Linked DNA regions of Bicyclus anynana: region 2 is linked to region 1. A link is a contact called in public Hi-C data. All regions are on one chromosome and are shown on one strand. The core of a region is the stretch at or near the end of the contact, and the rest is flanking DNA. Distances in the headings are between cores, read along the strand shown. Region 1 holds the start of LOC112053037 (disintegrin and metalloproteinase domain-containing protein 10). Region 2 overlaps LOC112053037 (disintegrin and metalloproteinase domain-containing protein 10).

The links. A called contact is a pair of places that touch in the nucleus more often than the background predicts.
Region 2: a contact with region 1 is called in a Hi-C map of whole larva, with 5 times the contacts expected there. The contact joins the enhancer-like site here to the promoter of LOC112053037 in region 1. A contact is called at or near these places in 2 of 2 Hi-C or Micro-C datasets (whole body and whole larva).

Annotation. Positions count from the first base shown.
Region 1 is chr12:5,192,740-5,200,049 of ilBicAnyn1.1, forward strand. LOC112053037 (disintegrin and metalloproteinase domain-containing protein 10) reads left to right here and starts at 4,020. Exons shown (of 16, transcript XM_052884767.1): 1 at 4,020-4,531. The coding sequence starts at 4,471. LOC112052850 (methylthioribose-1-phosphate isomerase) reads left to right here. Exons shown (of 7, transcript XM_024092080.2): 6 at 451-652; 7 at 1,710-3,099. The coding sequence ends at 1,825.
Region 2 is chr12:5,286,991-5,294,300 of ilBicAnyn1.1, forward strand. LOC112053037 (disintegrin and metalloproteinase domain-containing protein 10) reads left to right here. Exons shown (of 16, transcript XM_052884767.1): 7 at 604-771; 8 at 1,585-1,756; 9 at 2,797-3,008; 10 at 3,525-3,759; 11 at 3,990-4,107; 12 at 4,253-4,422; 13 at 5,273-5,535; 14 at 5,638-5,870; 15 at 6,907-7,079. Among protein-coding and RNA genes, the nearest start is that of LOC112053032, 18 kb to the right of the region's middle. Within about 2 kb of position 3,696, at least 4 of the 8 cell types and tissues checked have open chromatin away from gene starts, as enhancers often do.

The sequences.
Region 1 (7,310 bases), core at 2,770-5,269:
TGCATTTTAAGAAATTAAATATAACTTGTCTTAAACAGTGAAGGAAAAACATTGTGAGGAAACCTGAGAATTTTGTTAATTCTCTATGTGTGTGAAGTCTGCAATCCGCATTAGGCCAATAAGGTGGACTAAGGCCTAACGCCTCTCATTCTGAGAGGAGACTAATGTTCAACAGTGAGCCGAATATGGGTTATTAATGATGAAGTATAAGGAATAATCTGCATAATTTACCTTATCTTACCTTACCTGGATATAGGCCTCTTGCATGGCCCTCCAAGCAAAACGGTCTCGAGCCGTCAGCATCCAGCGGCTCCCTGCAACCCGCTTGATATCCTCGGTCATAAGGTTAGTCAGCAACCAAGTCTCGGATCCGTAGGTCATCACTGGCAACACGAACTGATCGAAGACTTTTGTCTTCAAATCTGCATAATTTATTTTTTTTAATTCAAGGTAGCAGCGAACGGTGACACTGCAAACAAAATAGGCACATACCAGATAGCGATAGTGGCGAAGCATCACAATGTACCGTTTTATGTGGCGGCGCCGCTCACGTCCATAGACATGGCGCTCAAGTCCGGCGAGCGGGTCAAGATAGAGGAGCGCCCGGACAGGGAGATGACGCATATTGGCGAACACAGGATCGCGGCACCAGGTTAGTATACAGGGTGCTCGGGAGAATTTCCCATAACTCTAGGGTTATATTCTTTATGGAAAATTATTTAAAAATGTCTAAGGAACATGTGTTCTAAAATGAATATTTTCGGAGTAAAAACCATTTCTTTGAATATTTAATAATTGCTAGTGAAGTGCGGAGTGCCAGTTGCAACATCTAGTCGATATCGACAGTCTTACCACTACGATTACGTATTTTAAAATGCAAGGATAGATAAAGTGTGTTAAATGGATAGTCGGAATTATTTGAATTATTTAAAAAAAAAACATAAACAGTTTTTTTGTAGTTAAAAAAAATTAGTCATGCAGTTTGGCTCCTATAAATGGACTTGTCAACACGTTGAAGTTGTGGGAAATACTCCGTAACACCCTGTATATTATAATAACATAGCAGACGCCCGCGACTTAGTCTACGCTAAATTCGGGAACCATTGAAATTGGGATAAAAAGTAGCTTAAATATGACTCAGTAACCTCAGCTTTCAGTGAAATTCCCATTGAAATTGGTTCATTCGTTCCAAAGAGTAAACAGACAAACAGACATATAGGTAATAGTCATTTATGTCACTGTCACATATCGAGGGCCATTGTAGCACGAATGATTTTTGTGCACAATAGACAGGCTTACAACGTGTTGTGGCATACGATACTTTTTCTACAATCATGATAAAATAAATAAGACTTGATAAAACTTGGTAAATAATATATATTGGCGTTAGGCAATGGCCTCCTCGATTTTGTATCGGCGTGGCCTTCTAAATTTTGCCTCTAACAAGGAAGCCTGAATTTTTGTAGCCAATGCCATGGAACTATTTAAAAATATCATTGTAGCACGGTTTCCCGTGTGGTAATGAACAATACCAAACAACCTGTAGGAATATCTTTGTGATATGCTTTGAGGTTTTCTATTGAGTGCTTTGAGATTACGAAATGGGAGTAGAGAAAAGAATTTTCAAAATTGGTTTAGTAGATCCAGAGATTACCTACAACATCGCAAACTTTACCACTTTATAATATTAGTATTCAATTTTTTTTCAGGTATAAATTGTTGGAATCCATCGTTCGACGTCACGCCGGCATCACTAATAACTGGAATCATAACAGAGAAAGGCGTTTTTACACCCGACAAATTATATGAAGAAGTTCCTAAATAATATTTTCTAAAACTCGTTTTATTGCTAAAAGTTATTATAATATAAATATCTAGATTTTATTAATAGAGTTCCTAGATTTTTTAATAGTCAGATAAAGCATGTGACGGAATAAATCTGATAACATGTTTTGTTTTAGTTATTTTTGATGTGAGTACTGCTCAAATTTTAGAAATGCTTTATTTTTTATTATTTATTTAATAACTAACTGTCTCATTTGTTCAGCGGTAAGCCTATGTGATTTTTGATCACAGGGTTCAAATTGTGGGTTCAACCCACAAACCATATTTGAAATTAATGACATACTGAGCTTTTCTTCTAAGAAATTTTCAGTATATATTATCAGCCTCTGGGAGCACTTTAAGCTCTTGGTCGCGATCATTGCCATCGGCCTAAGTTCGCCATCCCGAATTGTAGCAGCGTGGTGGGTCAGCTCCATATCCCATTTCTGAGGAAGCCTGGGTGAACTAGTAGGCCGTTAAAATAGGCTGATAACTTAATAACTAAAAGCTCCTTTATCCTTATTGCAAATGACTCAATCGCAAATGTCTCCAAGTTTAACTGCATTGAAATATACTCAGTGGAACATAATTGAGTGAGCCGAATATGGGTTGATAATGATGATGATGATGAAAAAAACAGTCTCTTTTTTTAAGATTAAGCGTGCTCCCAAATTTGGAAATATCCTAACATAAGTCAAATCACTGTTATATTTATTTTAAACAAGTATTTTTGTGATATTATTGACAATTCAGAGAGAGAATTTAAGTGAGAATTCCTTACTCATTTGGGGCCCTTAACTAATTTCGATATAGGGACCCTTCAAGGCACGCTACGCCACTGATACAGATATACAATAAAATGATTCTACACATCACTAAGAGAGCATAGATCAACCTCTGCCTGCTATACTATTGCCATACCCTCTCCTAAGTTCCTAACAGTCCTATCAAACTAATATGAAGGGAACAATAATATTGGTCATAAAAGATATGGCAAATATTCCTAAAAATAATAAAAATAACACTCATAAATCAGCTAATAAAAGAAACTGGAATTGTAACTAATTAGGTATACCTGATAAGATCATCTATATTTTGTAACGAACATTGTAGCTTTATAAATACCTATACAATATTTATAATAAATTTGTGGTAAGTATACAAAATGTTAAATCTCTTAGTACAGCTCATTGTTATAAATAATTATACCATATCTATGTAAGTAATGCTTTACTGTAAAACTTGTTATAATTAAATAAAAATATTTTTGCTAAAGTTGTAGACTTAATTTAGTTTTATGATTTTATTAAATAGAAATAAATCATCTCATTCCCTGCTGAACCATTATAATACATTGATTTTTTAAACTTTAAAAATAAATAAAGGAAGCATCCTTTATTTATTTTTAAGTAGTTTAGTACCATTAACTAAATTATGTGGTCTTTATTTATCATTGCAGAAAAAATAGATATTTAAATATCTATTTTTATAATAATATATATAAATATAATAAGATATATAAATAATAAAAAGTCCACTTGACTCCAATGGCACCTACTGGTTACATTGAACCTGTGTTGTGTTGGTGTGACTGTTGCAAAGAGTAAACTAACATATTTTATAGGACTGGTGTGACTGGACTGAGTCCACAATAAATATTTTGAGGGTTTATTTTAGTGTTCATAGGCACTCAAGTATTAAACCCAGGTTTAATCCTTATCCAAACTGTGGACGTAGACTCTGTCTACGATTCAAACTATAGTGCATCTGTTGTTATAGTTAAGTAGTTGTTCCACACCTAACCAACACTTGTAAAATAAAATTACTTTTATAATAAAATTAAAAGTAGAACTAATGAAATTTCAATATGGCAATACCATATTTTCTGTCATTATTTATAGAGTAACCGAATAATGTTGATATTTTTTTAAATCTGAATGCAACATTGCCATAATTTTAATATTCCTCATAATACTTTTAAACTAAAGTAAATAAGTCGTTTTCGTCGTATGTTACAGTTAGCTTTGAATAACCCACCAAGCAGCTGTAAGAATTTGAATTTAACATGTGCGCTTAGCTTAACAGAAATTAGAAACGCCCACATATCTCTGTCTACCGGCTCTTCTACATAAACCATAAACCATAGAAACACAATGTCGGCTATGACATTCTATTTGTCAAATGGCAACATCAATAAAATTCCAATATGTCAGTCGACCTGTCGGAAAGTACAGAAAATGCCTTTGCAGTCGTTTTGTACATAAAATTTAATATTAGTTATGTGAATATTAGTTAAAGATGGATCAATAATGCAAAAGTGGAATTGTTTTAATTTGTATTATTTACTTGAACTCAATAAGTTACGTTTCCTTATTTGATTAAGTTAAAGAGGACGAAAATAATTTGTTATTTATTTATTGTTTCGAGGGAAGCTAAACGGTGACTGCAACAGTAATCGCTGGTGTTGTTAGGCGTGTTTCTACAGTTTTCCATTTATTTAGAATAAGATTTGTTGTAATGTAAATAAAAAATATTGTTTGCACGCGCATGCGTTTCCATCGAAAACAGACAAAGGTTTTGTGTGGTTCGTGAATCAGCTGTGTGCGATGGCTTAGTGATACCAAAAGTGTGTGTTTGTAAGCGACAATGTTTAGTGAAATTGGATACATAATTCTTCTGCTACTCGCCTTTCCTTACATAGAAAGTGGTAAGTCCCCTTATGTTTATTTAGAAACAATGATTATTGTATTGGTTTCATTTTACACAACATTTAACATTAAAACACGTCAGAACTAGGTAACAAATTGTAACTCGGGTATTCATAATACTTGAGTCAATAAATCTGTTTGCCTTTGTTGTTGTTTGTAAAACTGAGAATTTATTAGAATTGCATCAAATTGTGCCATTGTTCATTCATTGATGAGTGAGAGATTTAATTTGTATATCACATACAACTATTTGTTTATACATTGTTGTTATATACTCCTTTGTTTACTATATGCTTTGGCATAGTAATAAAAGCACAGATAACTTGAGAGAAAGTCTTATAAAGAGGCACAGGTCTGTAATACCACCAACATCCCAATTCTGGGCTGTTTTTATTTGTACTGAAAATGTCTTAGGTAAAAGAAAAGCTTAGTAGGTCATAACCCAGCCAAGACTTGCACCCAGAACCTTGATCTGAAGGCACATAGGCTTACTGCAGAACCAACAAGTCAAGTTCTAAAAACAAATATCTATTTGTAAATAATGTAAAACATCTTTAAACTATATTTATTTCAACTATATTTCAGCTTTTATTGGTGAGTACTGTTAACCAACAAACAAATTAAAAATGAGGATATAAATCACTAGTCATTTCACACAGATTAATAGTAATTATAATTAACTTGTTCTTAACTTAATGAAAATAAATTTGATTAATAAGCTTAAAACAATTAGATATGGTAAATATATTTTGTATAACATTTTATAACCAAACCATACATAATTTAAAGTAAATAAGTTATGAAATGACATGCATTTACTACCTTCATTTCTAATTTATTTGTTAGTAAACAGTACTCATCATCAAAAGCTGTAGTATATAGGCTTCAAAATTACAAAAGTATGTATAATAATATTAAACTACTTAACTACTACCTACATATTATATAAAACAAAATGAAATATACTGTATACTAAATTTAAAATAAATCTGGAGACTTAGACATCCTAGGACTCCTCTGAAAGATAATACTATATTTAAACTAGCAGACACCCAAAACTTCCTCCACATGGAATTCAGTTTTTTACAAATCCTGTGGGAACCATGGATTTTCCAGGTTGAAAAGAAGCCTATATGTTAATACTATAAATCTATTCCATTCCAAATTTCTGCCAAATCGCTTTAGTAGTAGCAGCATTAAAGAGTAATAAACGTCCATACAAACTTTAGTGTTTATAATATTGGTAGGATAGTCTTAAAAAAGACAACTAAATGTGTTGACAGACAGACAAGTTGTGGCAGAAATATTGCTGCAATAATACAAATTGCTGCATTAGTCATAGTCTCTCATTTAGGCAGTTATAACAGATCAGACACTGAGTCAGAGTGTTTTTCAACACCTAAAAACCTTCTTTACCCGACCAAGACATTTGTAAACTGTGTTTTTCCATTGAAGCAAATTTTCAATTATAAATGACTTATTCCATTTACCAGCATACTTTTTATCATTTGTTAAAAGTAGAGGTATTCATTAAAGCAAGTAAAGTTTAATAAAATAGATTTTATATTGTTGTGTAAATCTATATTAATTGCATAAGTAATTTAGCACATTTTGCTACTGCTAGTAGCTTTAAAAATCCTAGATCCCCACTCATTTTATTACAGGCTAATGATGTACCTGTGACTAAAAAAGCTAATGTTCGTTTTTAAATGAAACCAGAGTGAGGGAATAAAATTATCCAAACAAAACAATTTATCATGTACAAAGTTCAAGGCTGGCATTATCATAATATACTACAGTATTTTGTACAATTTAACAATTAAACAGATTTGCCATGTAACCTGATGAATTTCTGTGGCAATGTACACCAGAATAAAAAACAGGGACAGATAAGAAATTACACATTTTTATCAAAATAATTCCTAGAATTTAAGTATTTGATTTAACTGTAACATCAGTGTATTGACTGTTTCTATTTAATATTTCAGTAGGATCCATACCATTTAAACTTACCAATTGTAGTAAGCATGAAGATATACTTATATCCTTAAACCAGCTTTATGACAAAACACTCTACTAGCTTTGTAAGGGGTATGCAAAAGATCAATCATGTTTGACAAAATTGTTTGCCAAACTTGACTTTTTGTAATTGACAAACTCTTCAAACAAAGCCATATATTATCAAAATATTTCACAAATATATTTGACAAAGAGTTTCATTGTTTTCAAGGAGATTTAGGTATAAAATTAATGTTTTTTACTGTTCTTTTTAAGTCAATAACGATGTTGTATGCACAACTGCCTTTATTTAAAGTTTATCTATCATCATCATCATCATATCTTAATATTGGGCAGTAGACATCCACAGCTGGACATAGTACTTTTGTAGGTATTTCCAAATATCACGATCTTGAGCTGCCTGCATCCAGAGAATTCCTGCAAAACACTTGATGGGTAGACTGCACTTTCTAGTGTAGGGTCACAATTCTGCCACCTCAATGCCAAATGAAAAATCAGCTCTTCCAACTATGTACCCTCCCATTGCCACTTCAGCTTCGCAGTTCGTTCGCAGCAGTGTAGTATTTGATGGCCTCCGTGGCGCAAGTGGTATGTGCGGTAGATTTACAAGACGGAGGTCCTGGGTTCAATCCCCGGCTCGGCCGATTGAGGTCTTCTTAATTGGTCCAGGTCTGGCTTATGGGAGGCTTATGCCGTGGCTAGTTATCACCCTACTGGCAAAGACTTACCTCCAAATGATTTAGCGTTCAGGTACAATGC
Region 2 (7,310 bases), core at 2,446-4,945, 94 kb after region 1:
ATATTGACCACCAAACTACAGTTCGAGTGTGGCACTCGATGATCATGATGAATTCCAGTTTAAATTATTTTTCAACTGTTTTATGTAAATTCATTCTTCTCATATTGTGTGATTTGCCCGCACGAGACGTTTATCATCGACTTTTCTGATTTAAATAGGTAAGATTTGGAATGCATTTTCAGTATCTTGCCACGTATGACGGCCTCCGTGGCGCAGTGGTATGCGCGGTGGATTTACAAGACGGAGGTCCTGGGTTCGATTCCCGGCTAAGCCGATTGAGGTTTTCTTAATTGGTCCAGGTCTGGCTGGTGGGAGGCTTCGTCCGTGTCTAGTTACCACCCTACCGACAAAGACGTACCGCGCGAAAGCGATTTAGCGTTCCGGTACGATGTCGTGTAGAAACCGAAAGGGGTGAGGATTTTCATCCTCCTCCTAACAAGTTAGCCCGCCTTCATCTTAGATTGCATCGTCACTTACGATCAGGTGAGATTGTAGTCAAGGGCTAACTTGTAAAGAATAATAAAAAAAATATATGACTAGTATGTAAAAGATGGAAGTACAATAAAAAAAAACATTCCTAAATACTCAATTTCAAACTTCCAGCACCGAGATCCTTATAAAAAGACCGAGGTGGACGCCAAAACAAGGGAAGAGATCCTGTCTCTCATATCTCACCACGTGACCGCAGTCAACTACATATACCGATACACGAAATTCGACGGCCGCAAGAAGGAGCACCGGAATATACAGTTTGAAGTTCAAAGGATAAAGGTATCTTGGAATTTGACATACTTGACCCTTCTTGTGAACTTGAAATTGTTGGAAATTGTAACATAGTGGTATTCAACCCTTTACTACAAATTATATCAATGTCTAATTTTGCACTCTCCCACTTTAAATGTTTAAGAACTGTGGGACAGTGCAAAATTAGACATTTTTGACTTTAAATGTGCAAGAAGCTTTTGTGAAAAATAGTCTTACTACAATATTTTTATACCGTTCTAAAGCAAGTCATTATCTTTTCAAAATACAAGTAAATTTAAATTTAAATTTTTGAAAATCTCCCGGCAGTTGTAATATTAATAACGACTTCATGTCAGGAATTTCTTCCATCCTAACATTGTCCTCATGGTGAATCAGCATTAGAGGAATTACCAAAAAAAAAAAAACATTTAAACAGCTTTTTTGATAAAAAAAAATGCAATAATGCCACAAAATTACACACAAACACACATGAAACTTATATCACTAGACTTCTTGTGTCTGGGTTAGAATCATATTCGTTTATTTCAAGTAAACTATGCTTAATTTTAAATTTTGAAATCTCAACTTTGTCTATTTATGGTGACTTTATCCTGAGACTAGATGATGCCGCGCGATTTCACCCGCGTGGTTCCCGTTCCCGTAGGAATACGTGGATAATATATAGCCTATAGTCTTCCTCGATAAATGAGCTATCTAGTACTGAAATAATTTTTCAAATCGGACCAGTAGTTCCTGAACAAGCAAACAAACAAACTCTTCAGCTTTTTAATATTAGTATAGAAATTAGTGTGAAATGAGTATTATTTTTTTTTAATTCAGATTGACGATGACTCACTATGCACGCCGCACGTGTTCGGCAGCGAGAGCAACCAGTTCTGCTTGGAAAACATCGACGTGTCAAACTTCCTCAATCTGCACTCGCTCGGCAACCACGAAGACTTCTGCCTGGCATACGTGTTCACTTACAGGGACTTCACTGGAGGCACTCTAGGTACACTCATTTGTTAACTAGCTACCTACGTACAAGTCATTTAAAAAAAAATCATCGCTTACCCCGCAGGAACTCTTTTTCCTGGATAAAAGTATTCCAAATGTTGTTTCAATTTAGCAAACGCCCGATACTCTGTGTGAAATTCTGTATATCACAAATCCCACGGGAAATATGAATTTTTCCGGAAAAATCTACCTCCATTCCAAATTTCAGCTAAATCGGTTCAATAGTCGCGGCGAGAAAGAGTAACAAACATTCATACTAACATAACCATCAGTATTTCACAACTTTCGGGAAACCACGTTTTTTCCAGGACAAGAAGTAAGTGCCTATGTGTTAATCCAGGTTATTATTTATGAACGTTTTAATTTCAAACAAATATAATATTGGTAGGATTATATTTTTTCAATGTATTGTTACACTTTGGTAAGCACTCATAATGAAATCATTAATACTGGCCTATACAATTCTACATTCATCAATTTAATTGTATTAAAAACACCGTTAGACGACAAAAATGTACAGGGTAGAAGTTTGCATGCCTTTTAATAAGCACTCGTTTAGCTCATTCAGAATGGAACAACATTCGCACAAAGACAATACATATATTTCATAGTAAATGTAGAAACCCCATTTACAAAGGAACTCACAAAACTAAAGTGAGAGACATATGTATGAATACTCAAATTCATTTGTTTCAAATAAGTTTAATTTACCACTTTCTTTCACTTTCGAAACGTCAGGTTGTTGTATAGTGAAGCAGAAAGCTATACATTTAATACAATACAGGATAATATAAGAAACATAGATATCTTCTCTCTGCATCATTCCTTCATTTCTGATGACAATGGTCCTGGTATGATCCCAGCCTCGAACGGGTCCACGTTTTCCTCTGGCTTACATTGGTGACCATCTTCAAAGCATACAGAGATGTGTTTCTTCTTATATTCTGTCAGCTGGTCGGCCTATGGGTTGTTGGTAGTGTACGACGTGCCACCGATACAATAGATATCTTACTACGTCAGTTTTCATTGTGACAGGTCTAGCGTGGGTTGCGAGCGCCAGCGGCGCGTCGGGCGGCATCTGTGAGAAGTACAAGACGTACACGGAGACAACGGGCGGCATGTACCAGAGCACCAAGCGCTCACTCAACACCGGCATCATCACCTTCGTAAACTACAACAGCCGCGTGCCGCCCAAAGTGAGCCAGCTCACGCTCGCTCACGAGATCGGACACAACTTTGGCTCGCCGGTAAGTCAAACTACTCAAACTTCAGCTCAAATTCCTTTTATACAGTCAAAACCTTCTACGCAAGTCCGGGTTCTCGGAGAGATTAAAACCCAATGATTTATTTAGACAGCCTCGAATACATTGAAAGCTGAATCCCTGACCAAGTCTGGTCTAGTCCAGTATCAACGAAGCGGTTAAAAAGTTGAAGATATTATTACCGCGAAAAATAGATTAAAATGTTAAAGTACACTAATCGAATAGACAAAGTCCGGAATGAGCCAAATAGCAAGGCGCTTCGTGTTTCAACTTCAGATCGCTTCGAGTCTTTGGCCTCAACAGAAAAACTCGACAATGATCGTAAGTTGAGTGCGGCGAGGCGTCGTTAAACGAAGCGAAACGAACGAAGTTTGTGTCTACTCTATCATATTATCTATAAATTCACGAGTAGTGTATTATCTAATTACCAAGGACCTTTCGAGTTTTAGGTAGCTTTTTAACAATTGCGCTATATTGAAGATGCTATGTTTCTTGTTATAGCACGACTACCCATCAGAATGTCGTCCAGGAGGTCAAGAGGGCAACTACATAATGTTCGCGTCCGCGACGTCCGGCGACCGGCCCAACAACAGTCGCTTCTCGACGTGCTCCGTCGGCAACATCAGCGCGGTGCTAGACGCGGTGCGCGACGGACGCAAGCGCGACTGTCTCAAGGAGAACGCCGGCGCCTTCTGCGGGAACAAGATCGTTGAAGACGGCGAAGAGTGCGACTGTGGTATGTTGCAAACATAATTGCTTTTTTGTTGTTGCTCCACGTCGTGTCACCGACCCAACAAGTAAGCGGTGCTAGACGCAGTGTGCGAAATTCGCTTGATCGGCTTGATTTACGTTGTAAATTCGCTCAGGAATCTAGGGAAACTTTAAGAGAAAGCTGAGGAAACGAGAACATTTGATGCGTGCTTGAATAATGTGTCTTGATTTTAATTCTGTTTTGTGGTATTACAGGTTACAACGAAAAGGAATGTAACGATCGCTGCTGCTACCCGAGGCAACTGAGCAACTATGATGTCGAAAGAAACAGTACTGCAAAAGGCTGCCAAAGGAGAGCTCACACACAGTGCAGGTACAGTCTAAAAATAGTAAATACAGACATTATTTTTAGGGATTTCATATAATTCTGGCCCTTAATGGATGGCCTAATCATAAAGTGCATCATTGATTGATGTAAACAAAATGATTAATTGTTTTTTTCACTGTACTCTTTTCAGTCCGTCACAAGGCCCGTGCTGCAACGCGCAGACGTGCGAGTTCGTATCGTCAGTGACCAACCAGACGTGCAGAGAGGCGACGGAGTGCAGCCACGCCTCGTTCTGTTCCGGCCGCTCCGCCGAGTGCCCCAACCCGCGCGCCATGAACGACCACACCAAGTGCAACAACGGTGAGTCGCTAACAGAGAGGCGACGGAGTGCAGCCACGCCTCGTTCTGTTCCGGCCGCTCCGCCGAGTGCCCCAACCCGCGCGCCATGAACGACCACACCAAGTGCAACAACGGTGAGTCGCTAACAGAGAGGCGACGGAGTGCAGCCACGCCTCGTTCTGTTCCGGCCGCTCCGCCGAGTGCCCCAACCCGCGCGCCATGAACGACCACACCAAGTGCAACAACGGTGAGTCGCTAACAGAGAGGCGACGGAGTGCAGCCACGCCTCGTTCTGTTCCGGCCGCTCCGCCGAGTGCCCCAACCCGCGCGCCATGAACGACCACACCAAGTGCAACAACGGTGAGTCGCTAACAGAGAGGCGACGGAGTGCAGCCACGCCTCGTTCTGTTCCGGCCGCTCCGCCGAGTGCCCCAACCCGCGCGCCATGAACGACCACACCAAGTGCAACAACGGTGAGTCGCTAACAGAGAGGCGACGGAGTGCAGCCACGCCTCGTTCTGTTCCGGCCGCTCCGCCGAGTGCCCCAACCCGCGCGCCATGAACGACCACACCAAGTGCAACAACGGTGAGTCGCTAACAGAGAGGCGACGGAGTGCAGCCACGCCTCGTTCTGTTCCGGCCGCTCCGCCGAGTGCCCCAACCCGCGCGCCATGAACGACCACACCAAGTGCAACAACGGTGAGTCGCTAACAGAGAGGCGGCGGAGTGCAGCCATGCCTCGTTCTGTTCCGGCCGCTCAGTATCGCCATTCAATGTGGCCCAATTTATCTATTAGAATATTGTCTCTTTATCTTATCATCTGGCGTCCAATTGGCTGGTGTACAAACTAATATATGTATTTAATTTTCAGGAACACAATTATGCATCAAAGGCGAATGCAGCGGCTCCATCTGTCTCGCGTGGAATATGAAAGAGTGCTTCCTATCGTCGTCGCCCACCAAGATGGGTGACGGAGTGACGGCGGTGGTCAACCGCCGGGCGCTGTGTCAGCTCGCGTGTCAAACGGGGCCCGACCCCGAGTCCTGCAGGAGCACCGCTGACTTCGCACACCAAGTGGGCCTGCCGACCGGCGGCATCAGCTTGAGGCCTGGGTCGCCGTGCGATAACTTCCAGGTAATTTCATAGTTTTCTGGAGTCGGCTGACTACAAAAAAAAAATTGTATTTAAAAAAAAATGGAATAATTGGAATAATGATTATTTTTTTTTGTCTTCCAGGGCTACTGCGATGTGTTCCTAAAGTGCCGAGCGGTGGACGCGGAAGGGCCGCTGGTGAGGCTGAAGAACCTGCTGCTGAACCGCGCCACGCTGCAGACGGTGCAGGCGTGGGTCACGGAGCAGTGGTGGGCGGTGCTGCTGGGCGGCGTGGCGCTCATCGTGTGCATGGGCGCCTTCGTCAAGTGCTGCGCCGTGCACACGCCCTCCTCCAACCCCAAGAGACCGCCGGCGAGGTTAGTATTGCATTGCTAGACAGTGCAGGCAGCAACTAACCACCACAAGTGGACTACCTCCGTCGCCAGAACCAATCATCAGCCGATGGATGTCCTATGGTACTATGTCCTGCAGTGGACATCCATCTCATCCCCAGGCCCATGCCTTTTGTGGGGATGAGCCGATTAGACTTCCAAACATCACGATCCTGAGCCGCATGCATCTATGACTTCCTATGACTCGCTTGATGTCGTCAGTCCACCTAGTGAGGAGGGGTCGAACGCAAGTGCCATTTCTACTGCGAGGCAGCCATTCCAGCACGTTGGGATTCTAACGTCCATCGGCTCTTCGAACTATGTGCCACGGCCATTGCCACTTCAGCTTCGTTCGTCGGATATGTCCGTGACTTTAGTTCTTCTGCGGATCTTCTAATTTCTGATTTGATCACGCAAAGATACTCCGAGCATAGCTCTCTTCATCGCCCGCTGTGTGACCCTGAGCCTTATGAGGCTCTTAATCAGCGACCAAGTTTCAGAACCATAACCTTATCTATATCTATGCCTACTATGCCTATAATAAAACTGGGCGATTTCTATACATTTATTCGCAATTTGAGATTTCACGTATACCATTTGTAATAACAGACGTTAGCGTGGCATAAAGGAAGCCAACGCCATCTAGAATCTATACTTATAATACGAATTCTGTACATTGAAGATATTTTGAAAATGTTTGTTGCCGGGCATTATAACATATAATCGATACTGAAGCTAGAAATATTCTTTTTCGATTTTTTGTCTATCTGTCTGTCCATGTTTTTTTGTTATTAGCATCACGCTGAAACTACTGAATGAACTCAACTGAAACTTGGCACGGTTGAAGACCGTAATACGGAGAAGGTTGATACTTTTTATTGCGAAAATAAAATGAGAAAGGGGTGAAACGAAATAGAGCTTAAAAGTTCACATTGATTTCCACGCGGACGAAGTCGCGGGTGTCCGCTAGTAAATCTATAAATCTACACTCTCCCAGTGTTTATGTACACCGTGTGTATAGGCGACTGTCGGAGACGCTCCGGCGGCCCATGAACACGCTGCGGCGCATGCGCGGCGCGGCGGGCGAGGGCCGGCGCGCGGGCAGCGCGCAGCGGGCGCCGCGGCCCGGCCACCGGCGCGCGCGCCAGCACAAGGGGTACGCGCCGCCGCTCGCGTACGCCGCCCGGGACCACGGTGAGTTCTACGTACTTCTCGCTTTGCATTGTATGCTCAGACTAATTAGATAAAGACCTGCCTCGCAAGACAACTTGATTTTCTCAGCAAAGTTATGCCTAACTATCACAGATTAAGGAGACCTAATTTACATAAACGTCAAGCTTCAAGGCCATCTCAAGAGGGTGCAAAAGTATAAATGTTTAAAAAGATCTTTAGGCATAATTTTATTATATCCTCTCCTTTCAATGA